Regions from separate parts of the Lactuca sativa genome. Here region 1 is linked to region 2. The links are chromatin contacts, called in public Hi-C maps. All regions are on one chromosome and are shown on one strand. Each heading gives the region's core, a stretch centred on a gene start, on an enhancer-like site or on the middle of the called end of the contact. The rest is flanking DNA. Distances are from core to core; before and after follow the strand shown. Region 1 holds the start of LOC111888116 (nicotinamide/nicotinic acid mononucleotide adenylyltransferase). Region 2 holds the start of LOC111888178 (protein NOI4).

Region 1 (5,037 bases), core at 1,969-4,468, 360 kb after region 2:
CAATCCAAGGGGAAAGTGTTTACATTAATTTTCTAACATCTTTCCCATTATTTTCTTTTTTCTTTGCTAAAACTTTGTGTTAACACATAATGACATAATCTTATTCCCTTCAAAGGGCATTAGATTTCATTCTCATGAGTATCCCATTTTCCTTTCATACCATTCCCTCTTTAGAGGAAAATTTCCTAATTTGCCCCTCTATCCCCGTCAAAGTCGGAAGCGTACTAAATTGCTCTAACATATTTTCATTAAGGCAGTGTTTGGTATATGAACCAGATCATAACAGAACTAGACTAGATTGAAATAACTTGATTGATGATTACTTACAAAGTGTTTGGTATGACTAGGCCAAAGTGAAACAAGATGTTTAAATTACTAAATTATCCTTCAACATTAAGTAGATTTTTTCTAATATCTTAATACTTTATAATGTATACATGTTGGTGGACCATTTTTTTTAAGACAATTGTCTTAAAAACAAGGAGAAGTTTTATTGGCCATTGAATTTATGATGGGTGGTGTAGATTAGATAAGTGGTGATCCATCTGAAATGAAACTAACCAATCAAACTTAACCTACCATAAACATTTATAAGAAAATCACACTATAAAACCAGATGACACTTTGAAACCCCATTTTGCTCTCGCCCTCTTCATTAGCATCCTCCGTCAAGTTTGTTAAAAAGCCACGACCTTCATTTGCTCCACAACAATTACTGAAAACCTCAGATCTGAAAAAACTCTATGAAAACCCTAACCAACATGGCCATCACCCCTCACTACCAACAATCGCCGCCAGTGCTACACCGTCTTCACTGTCATCGACCGCCTCTCCCGCGTCCACCTTTAGTACCACTATCTATTCACTCTTTGGAAAGACCATAAAAACCACCATTAACATAGTCACGAATGCAACACAACACTACCACCGCTACATCGTCATAATCATTGCTACATCTATGCCAACACTATTTAGTCATTGCTTTTAGCCTCACACCATTCACCATGACGTTCATCACCACCATTTACAAGATTTCTCTACAAGATATTGTTGTATTTTTAGACTTGTATGTGTGTATGTTTGTGATAGATAGTACATGTGTGTATGTTTGTTTAAGATCTGGTTCGATCTTTCTTTCTTAGAACCTTTCTATTTTTGATTTTGTAGCACCACCTTCATCAGTATGACCTGAAAGTTCTGATTTGTTAGTTTATGTAATTTGTTAGCATAAAACTTTTCATGTGCCCGTGGAGCTACCTCCGCTGAATGCATGTCTATATCCGGAAACGTCTACTCTTGTGTCTATATTTTGAAAAAGCTCCCCATTTTTTTTTGACTATTATCGGTATTTTCCCAATAAATAAAGGGAGTTTTTACATGCCCTATAATACAGTTAACATGACCTATCAAATTAATTACAGTTGAGCTTTAATAAATATATTTACTTCAATTTAATTGTTCACTGATTTTAAATTTAAGCTTTAACCCTTTTGATTTAAAAAACGTAAATTAGGATACAAAATTTTACTGAAAAAAGACTTATGTAAAAATTTTCATATATAAAATGCTGGAACATATTTACAATATAACAAGAAAAAGATATCTATCAAGAAAAAAAAATTCACCATTACTCCTTATGTTATGGTAAACAAAGTACATTTTAACGTCGTAGGAATTAAGGATTAAGATTTTTAATAACCATATTTAATTTTTTCTATACGAATATATACTGTTTTTTCTTATTCAATAAAAGGACATTCATATTATTTTTTCTAATCCTATTTAATAAATTGACTAATTTTTGAGAAATAGAAAAAATTATCAACAAAACAACAATGTTGATATAAATGATAACGTTAGTTATTTTTTATATTTTTTTATTTTTAATCTTTATGATGATCCCCAACTTCTTAGTCCAGTTAAGAAATAATGTTATATTGTATAATTAGTATAATAAAACAGATTATATTTTTAAATAAAATAGCCATAACCAATTATTCAAAGTTCGATGACAATTCAAAGTAACTTTAGATGTTAAACCTTTAAAAATTTATGTTCATTAAGTATTAAGTATTATGTTCAAAAAATAAAGGGTTCAGATGAATTTAAAAGTATCTTTTTAGGTTTTTAAATTTGTATATAAGTATTTAAATATGGATATAATTATGAACATATGTTTTGTATAAACAAAAAACATAAATGAAATACTGATTTTGTCGATTCAAACAAGCAAACACTGAAAATATTTATTATAATAATAATATGCATAAGCATTAATATTAATTTGTGTTTCTATTTTTTTAATATTAGTTAATTTATTTGTTTGATATTTCATATTAAATGATTTCTTCATGAACAAGATCTATCAATGTAAGAATTGGAAAAAAAAAATCAAAAAATACTATCTAATGTCATTAACGACCATATTCAAAAATGTTTTAGCAAATATTTTCTTTAATTTGTCCACATATAATCTTCATATGCTTAAGGTTATTAATCCTTAGGCTATAAGATATATCCATAACCCCGTAACGTCAAAAATGAAATCATTCGGCTATGAGATATATTCATAACCCTGTAACATCAAAAGTGAAGTCATCTCAATAACATAAGAACACCACTTTCCAACTACTACCCTAGGAAATACATCACTCTTATCAACCCCAAAAACACCGGAACACGGTTTACTTTTTTTTTTGATAAATATGTCAATTACAAATAATAAAATACCAACTAACATGCATACATTGTGGACGTGTTCTTTGGAAAATAAAATGTTTTCAAAAGAAAATTAATCGATACAATGAGACTATTCACCAAAAAATGACGATTCGACACGTCAAAAGGAAATTAATCAGAAAAATGAAATTATTAACCACCATCACATTCGCGTCCTACTGCATCGCGCGGGTTCCCTACTAGTCTTTAATAATATAACAATTACAAATTAGACATGTAATGTGATTATTTTATAATTATATACAATAAATTTAACTGAGACCCATTTATGCTAACAGATTTCGTTTTGGAGGTACACCGATCTGATTCAAACCAGTTTTGCTAGGAAATTGGAAGGAGTTTGGGTCATTGAAGTTTCAATGAAGGGGAAAGAGAGGGGATAGAAGGGTCTTTTTGTCATTGTGCCTTCTGTCCTACTGAAATCAGGTAAAATAGTCCCAATGACTTTGTCCGTATTTGCTTTTGTTCTAATCCTATCTACGCCTAACGTTATATAGAATGTTGTTTTGTCCCGCGTATATTACGCTACCTAATCGAGCTCCAGAAATAGATTCCATCCAAATCGCAAATAATCAACCACCATATCATCGACATGACTTATCGTTTTCTATAAAAGCATAAGGCTTTATTCGATTTTTCTGCCACTGATTATCTCAACTGAAGCTTTTCTTTGAAGCTGAAGTATACTTATCAACGAACGAATTTCAAGGTTAGACCTGCAATTTTATTTATTCAAATTATGTAGGTGTTCTTGTTACTGTGTGTGTTTTATTAAACGGGGATTACAATATCCTCTTTTGGGTTGAATTTGTTTTTCATTTATGTAATTGTATCCGTTTGCAAATCTGATAACTTTTTTTGCAAGGTGATTAGTGTATGAATGCTATTCTGACTTTTTTTTGTTTGAATAGATATCAATTGCTTCTGTCGTTCTTGATAATATCGACTTTTTGGTGTATCTCTAATTGAAAGTCACCATGATCAATTTGAAACCCTAAATTAGCAATCGGCTGCCATTGTTGATGAGGGGCTTTTCAGTCTTTTCAGATAGCAGGAAAATACGAACCAAACGCCTCTACAAAAATGGATGTTGAGTTACCAGTTGATAAGTTAATGTTAGTGCCCATTGAGGAAAATGCTTCATCACATTCCAACACAAAGTAAGTCTTACACAATCATCATCTTTAGTGATTACTTTCTAAAATTAATAAACAATGCATAATTACTTTTTCACCCCTCTTACATTCTCACAGGGGAAAAATCCATGTAGTTTTGGTATCCACAGGAAGCTTCAATCCTCCTACATTCATGCATTTACGCCTTTTTGGTATGTATAGTTACTTTCTCATTTTATGTTTTTGGGTTTACACAAATTGTCAATTTTTTATTTTTCATTTTTTCATGCTTAGAATTGGCAAGAGATGCTCTTAACGCAAAAGGATTCAATGTGGTTGGAGGTTATATGTCGCCTGTAAACGATGCATACAAAAAAAAGGTACATGAAGAAAAAGAAACTTTATCATTATTTTCTTTTACTCAAATCAAAATTCTTTAGCATTATGCATAAAAAGTAAAAACTATAGACTTTGTTATTTTTATAATCTTTGCATAGGGTCTCATACCATCTGAACACCGTATTACAATGTGCCAATTAGTTAGCAAAAGTTCTGATTTTGTAATGGTGGATGCATGGGAGGTTAGTGGATTGATTCTAAAGTATTAACGCCTTTCTTTTTATTCAATATATATTAAATGTTTTGATTATTGTTTTCTTTATTAATTGATGCAGAATTATTTATCTGTTTTAGGCAAAACAAACTTCATTTCAACGCTCATTGACTGTGTTGTCAAGAATCAGAAGCTTCTTTTCTGATAATGGACTCATACCTAATGGTACAAAGTGCACCCTGTTATGACCAAATTACCCTTTTCGAGACCTTTGTTGGGATTCAAAATGTTCTAATTTTTTTGTTTTCTGAATTGAAGCATCTTTAAAGGTGATGCTTGTTTGTGGCTCTGATCTGCTAGAATCATTTGGCATTCCTGGAGCTTGGATACCTGACCAGGTAAATAAGTAAATTATTATTTTTGTGTAATTTTTCATCAGTAATTCTATAAATCTTAACATGAGTTTCTGATTTGTTTTTGTTGACATTTTATTTTAGGTGAGGAGTATATGCAGAGATTATGGTGTTGTTTGTATCCGTAGAGAAGGTCAAGACATTGAGAAAATCATCTCACACATAGACATTTTGACAGAATACAGGGTAGGGGCATTTACGTCTTTTCACCGATCTT
Region 2 (5,397 bases), core at 636-3,135:
CACAAATTCTGTTAACATCATAGCAGAAGCAAACCAAACCAAATTAAAGCAATAACATGGCAAAACAACTAGTTACTACACATGAGCCTTGCTTTTGAGTTTTGATTGAGATAAAATAAACCAGTAGCACACAGAAAAGAAGCAAGAAACTTCAAAATCTGTAATATAGACACTTAAAAAGTCTTCATTTTTTCAATTTTCCCTCCCCCCATCAAGAAGACTGACTTGACTCTATATATATATAACACATTAACACACAGAAGAAACTAAAAGTTTTGGTGGGGTAGGTAGGTAGGGCCCAGCACCCGAATGCCTTGTTGGCTGAATAACCACAATGTTAGGATTCTGCATTAGGTGCTTGCATGCAGCAAAACCATTTCTTCTGCAAATAAATTGTTTTTTAGGCACTTATAATCTTCAATCAAGTATAAAGACTTTAAAAGATTGTCTTTTTTAACACCCAATAAAAGAAAAAAGCAGAAAAGAACAGGGGACTTGAGAGTATCAAAAGTTTTGATAATAAAAGGAATTAAAGCAGCCAAAAAGTATAAATTTGAAAACAAAATCCAGATTAAGGGGACACTTACAGCTGGAGGTTTCTTTACAGGGGCAGAGGAATGCTTATAACCAGGATCTCCATTAGCTGGTGATTCTGGCTTGCCACCAGTTTTCTTTTCATCCCTGGCTTTATTGAAAATGACAGTAAAGCCCTCAGCTGAAGCAGGATCATTTACATCCCAGTCCCCAAACTTTGGCAAAGGCCTACCCTTCTCTTCCTGCAAAACCATAAATAAACCAAACTTCAAATCACAATTAACAAACAGTTTAAGAATCATGATTATTCAAAATTCCTGTCATCTACAGTTAGGTATGGAAGTTAAAAGCATCTACAATTCATAATTCAATAGGTGAGTTGAATGAGGTGACATGCCTAATGGGCATTCAATGGATTAAGCTCTAACATTGTCAGATATCATGTTGGCTTAAATATGTCATAAATTAGATTTTATAAAAATGTTCCATTAAACTTTTGAAAAGTTCAATGCATTGTGGAAATTTTTTTGAAAGAGTTGTATAGAGCAGAATGATGATGTGGGGTTATTTGATTTATTTGAACATTAATAAGGTGATCAAAGAGACACTTGACCCCATTGTACCAAACCCTCTCAAGTACCTTTACGTTAAGAGGTTCAACCTAGTTGTGTGGGTGTGTTAAGTGAGAGGTGGGGTTGAACTTTAAGTTTGAAAGGAAGACCAATCAAGACAATAGATAAAAACAAGATGAATAATTAGTCTAGCTAGTAGCTAAGCAATAGCACTAAGATTCCAATTCCAATTATCATACATCTATAACCTTTCCGATTCTAATCCAGAACAGAAAAGAGGAGTAAATACAAGGTAAAAAGAAAGAGAAAAAAAATCAGTGATGGTTCTAAATTAGGAATTAATTTGAATGATCGATAACTTAACGGCAAAATCCCTAAATTTAGTCGTTTTTAGAAAAGTAGAAACCATAATCAACAAGCGACAGCATAAGTAATTCCTAAACTCAAAAGCAAACGATCAAATCGAGTGATTTCAGAATTCAAATACAAACAACGCGTTTATACAATCGATCGATCGGTCGATCGGTCGATCTATACAGCAAGCAGTAACGAACAAAGATACGAAAAAGGAATCAGAAAACGTTGGATTGAAAGTAAAAAAGAAAATAGATTTGATTCTTACCGACATGAATTTGCAGGAGATATACTGATTCACTGTTGTTTTAGAGAGGGAGAGAGAGGGAGAGGGGGGGAAGAGGAATATGTGAGGAATAATCCGTGAGGATGGAAAGGGAGACGACGCTAGTAACGGAACCGAACGGTGTCTTTTGAGTTTTGACTTCAATTTCAAACCGTCAGTCAAGCCCTAAAATCAACACGGAAATTTACTTTCTACATAAAAGTTTTTTTTTTCTTTGTAGTGCTTAAAAAATCACTTTTCAAAAAGCAGTTTTTAATTTACGTTTTGTTTTTTTTTTCTTTTACCTCAAATCTAATATACTTTTACTAAAATAACCATAACATCATCACTTATGTTTCAAACGAGACCTGAACCTTCAACCACAAATAAAAATAACAATACCTCATATGAACCAACTTTGTTGAGAGACGAAAAGGATCTTATCACCTCATATGAACCAACTTTGTTAAGAGACGAAAAGGATCTTATCACCTCATATGAACCAATTTTGTTGAGAGAGGAAAATGATCTTATTACATAATATCCTACAAACCATGTAAATCTAAAAAAGACGAAAAAAAAAGCATATGATAGTTAAAGAGTTAATGTTTGCAACTCGTTTAGAGTATGTGAAGTCATTTTTGCTAAACATGTTTATAATTTATTTGTTTGAAATTAAAGTTATTTTTAGCAGACTGACTAACTGGTAGCTGAAAAAATAATTGATTTAAAAAACTACTCTAATGAAAAAAATGAAAAATTAATTTATAGCTTACTTTTTAGTTTGCCAAACAGTTATTCTAAAAAACTTTAAAAAAAAGCTTATAAATTAAGAGATAATCTTATAAAAACCCAACATATTTTCATCAAAGTCTTAAAAAACCACTATATTATTTTTTTGTACGTTAAAACATTTATAGTTTTTAAAATGTATCATTTAAGGCATTGAGCTCGGTAAATCTTAGATAGCCAAAAATGTTATGTACTCGATTCTTAACGTTTCTATTGTTACAATTCATTAGAATAATTTTTTTTATAAATACGAGGGTTTAAATGCACTAAAAAAATAATATAATGGTTTTTCTAATCCTTTCATGAAAATAGAGTAGGTTTTTCTAAACTCATAAAACCTTAAATAAGAATTTTAGAAAATATAAGGGTTTTAGTATACTAAAAAATAATATAGTGGTTTTTTTAAGCATTTGGTGAAATTATGTTGGGTTTTTCTAAGGTTTTCCCATAAATTAATTGTAATGTGATAAACATAACCTAAGTTATTGCCTAGCAGTGGCGGACCTATGTGGAGAATTGGGGGTCCCGGGCCACTGCTCAATTTCCGGCTCGTAGTGTAATTTTTTTTTTAATTTTTTTCTATTAGGTGCACCAGCTTGAAATATGAGGGACACCCCTACTAAAATAGTCTGCGTCCACCACTATTGCCTAGAATATAAATCTGACTCTCGAGTCTTGAGTAATGATCAGTCAAATCTTCATCTTCATATTCTAATAAAAGAATAAGTTTATTCTCCTATTGACAATTGTCATGCTATTAGAATTCATCATTAATATTATATGTCACTTATCATGCTATTTACCAACCTATTAATCAATTTCAAATTTTAAATTTATCACTCTAATTACATTAAATTAATGATTGATTTTCCATTTTAAATTTCAAATTTTAAAATTTTCTCACTCTAATTATACTGAATTAATAACATTAGATTAAAAGATATTATAAAATTAATACAGATTATAGGGTGATATAACTTCATGTATATATTTAAATCAACGATTATATTTTATATAACTAAAAAAGTATCTTTTAAAAATAATTGATTAATATTTTTGATTTTTTAATATGAAAGTTTAATAAATTTTATAACCGAGGTTATGTTATAAACTAGTTTAAAATATAGAGCTTTCAAAGTTAACCGCAAAACATGTTACTTAAAATAGAAATCGACTATTTAAATTTTCTGTTAATGGTGTTTATCCTTAATTTGATATAAAGTTTATACAAAATAATAATAATTTAAATTTTGCTAGAATTGAGTATTTTTATTGGTTAGTCATCAAATTTTGGTATGGTACAATTAGGTTGTAAATGAACTGAGTTTAACGAATTGTTCATCAACTGTTCGGCGAAAGTTCGTTTATTTAATAAATGAACGGACATAAACATAAATTATTGTTTGTTTAATTAAACGATTGAACACAAACAATGGTCTCCTTCATTCAATTATGTTCGTTTGTTTACGTAACTTTATAGTCGTTCATTTAAGTTCCTTTTATGTCAATATATGTTCAATTGTGTTTGATTACATTACTATATTATATGTTCGTTTATGTTCATATATGCTCAATTATGTTTTTTTGTTCCGTTCATTTGTGTTCGTTTGTTTATGTTCGTCTAACATGTTGATAAACATGAACAATATAATTTGTTAAACCAACGAAAATGAACAATATAACATGAACAAGAAAACATGTTTGTTTATTCGTTCGTTGGACTATATTAAACGAAGGAATATGAACAAGTTGTCATTCGTGTTCGTTTATAACCTAGGCACAACTACTACTTGACCAGAATACTCGTGGACAAAAATTAAAAGTAGGTTATGTTAGAAATAGTAATGCAATAAAGAGAGGAAAGATATTGTGGTACCCAAAGCCAAACCAGAGGTGGCGCAAAGCAAAGCACCCATTTTTTAGTATAGATTGGTTCGACTATTTCAGGCCAAGTAATTGGGCCTTACCTTTTGCTCTAGCTATTAGATGCGATTACTAATATAACCAGCTAAGGCCCAAGAGTATCTGTCATGCATATATGTCTATGAATCACAAAAAATAATGTTTGAAATATTTAATGGTTGTATTATAATTGTCTTTTTTTTTTTTTTTTATCATTTTTCATCTTTTTAACTTCAATCTAATCAATTATTTATTTTTTAATTTTTAATTTGATATAACTTTTTGTTTATTTTCCATTTTGTTTTCTATTGTTTTTTCTTTTCTTTTATTTATTAGAGTATTCTTATTATTTAAAAAATATATATATATAATTAATCATTTACCCTTTAATTTGATATCATTTTTTTGTTTCTTTCCCTTTATTGTTTTTTATTTTCTTTTATTTATTAGATTATTCTTGTTATTTAGCAAAAAATAAAACTTACTTTTTTTAGAAATACAATATATATATATATATATATATATATATATATATATATATATAATTTTAAAAAAATAGTGAAACAACGTAAAATAAAACTAAAACATGATGTGATGGGTTAAAACAGAACTAATATCAACAAAATTAAAAATAACATGGTTAGATTAACATAAATTAAACAATTAAAAATAAAAATATTATATTAAGTTTGATTGATTAGAAGTTTGATTGATTAGACTAATATGAATAACAAAGTAATAAAAACCCTTAAAGGGGGTTTTCTTAGGACCACCCTAAGGAAAACACGCAAATAATATAAATTTTCAACATGGTCAAAATATTTTTTGGAAGACAGATTTCAAACAGCTTGTGTCAAAATATTTCTCGAAAAGAGAAATATTTTTTTCTTAATACACAACTAATCATTCACTATACCTATTTACTACTAATTAATCATGTGTTGTGCTATATATAAGTACCCCCACCCCCCTTCCTTT

The links. A called contact is a pair of places that touch in the nucleus more often than the background predicts.
Region 1: a contact with region 2 is called in a Hi-C map of leaf, with 8 times the contacts expected there. The contact joins the promoter of LOC111888116 here to the promoter of LOC111888178 in region 2. A contact is called at or near these places in 2 of 4 Hi-C or Micro-C datasets (both in leaf).

Annotation. Positions count from the first base shown.
Region 1 is chr9:160,904,538-160,909,574 of Lsat_Salinas_v11, forward strand. LOC111888116 (nicotinamide/nicotinic acid mononucleotide adenylyltransferase) reads left to right here and starts at 3,219. Exons shown (of 10, transcript XM_042898592.2): 1 at 3,219-3,448; 2 at 3,651-3,899; 3 at 3,993-4,066; 4 at 4,149-4,234; 5 at 4,352-4,435; 6 at 4,548-4,632; 7 at 4,726-4,805; 8 at 4,905-5,006. The coding sequence starts at 3,823.
Region 2 is chr9:160,548,815-160,554,211 of Lsat_Salinas_v11, forward strand. It overlaps LOC111888178 (protein NOI4), which reads right to left and starts at 1,886. Exons shown (of 3, transcript XM_023884310.3): 1 at 1,729-1,886; 2 at 588-776; 3 at 26-379. The coding sequence starts at 1,734. The coding sequence ends at 338.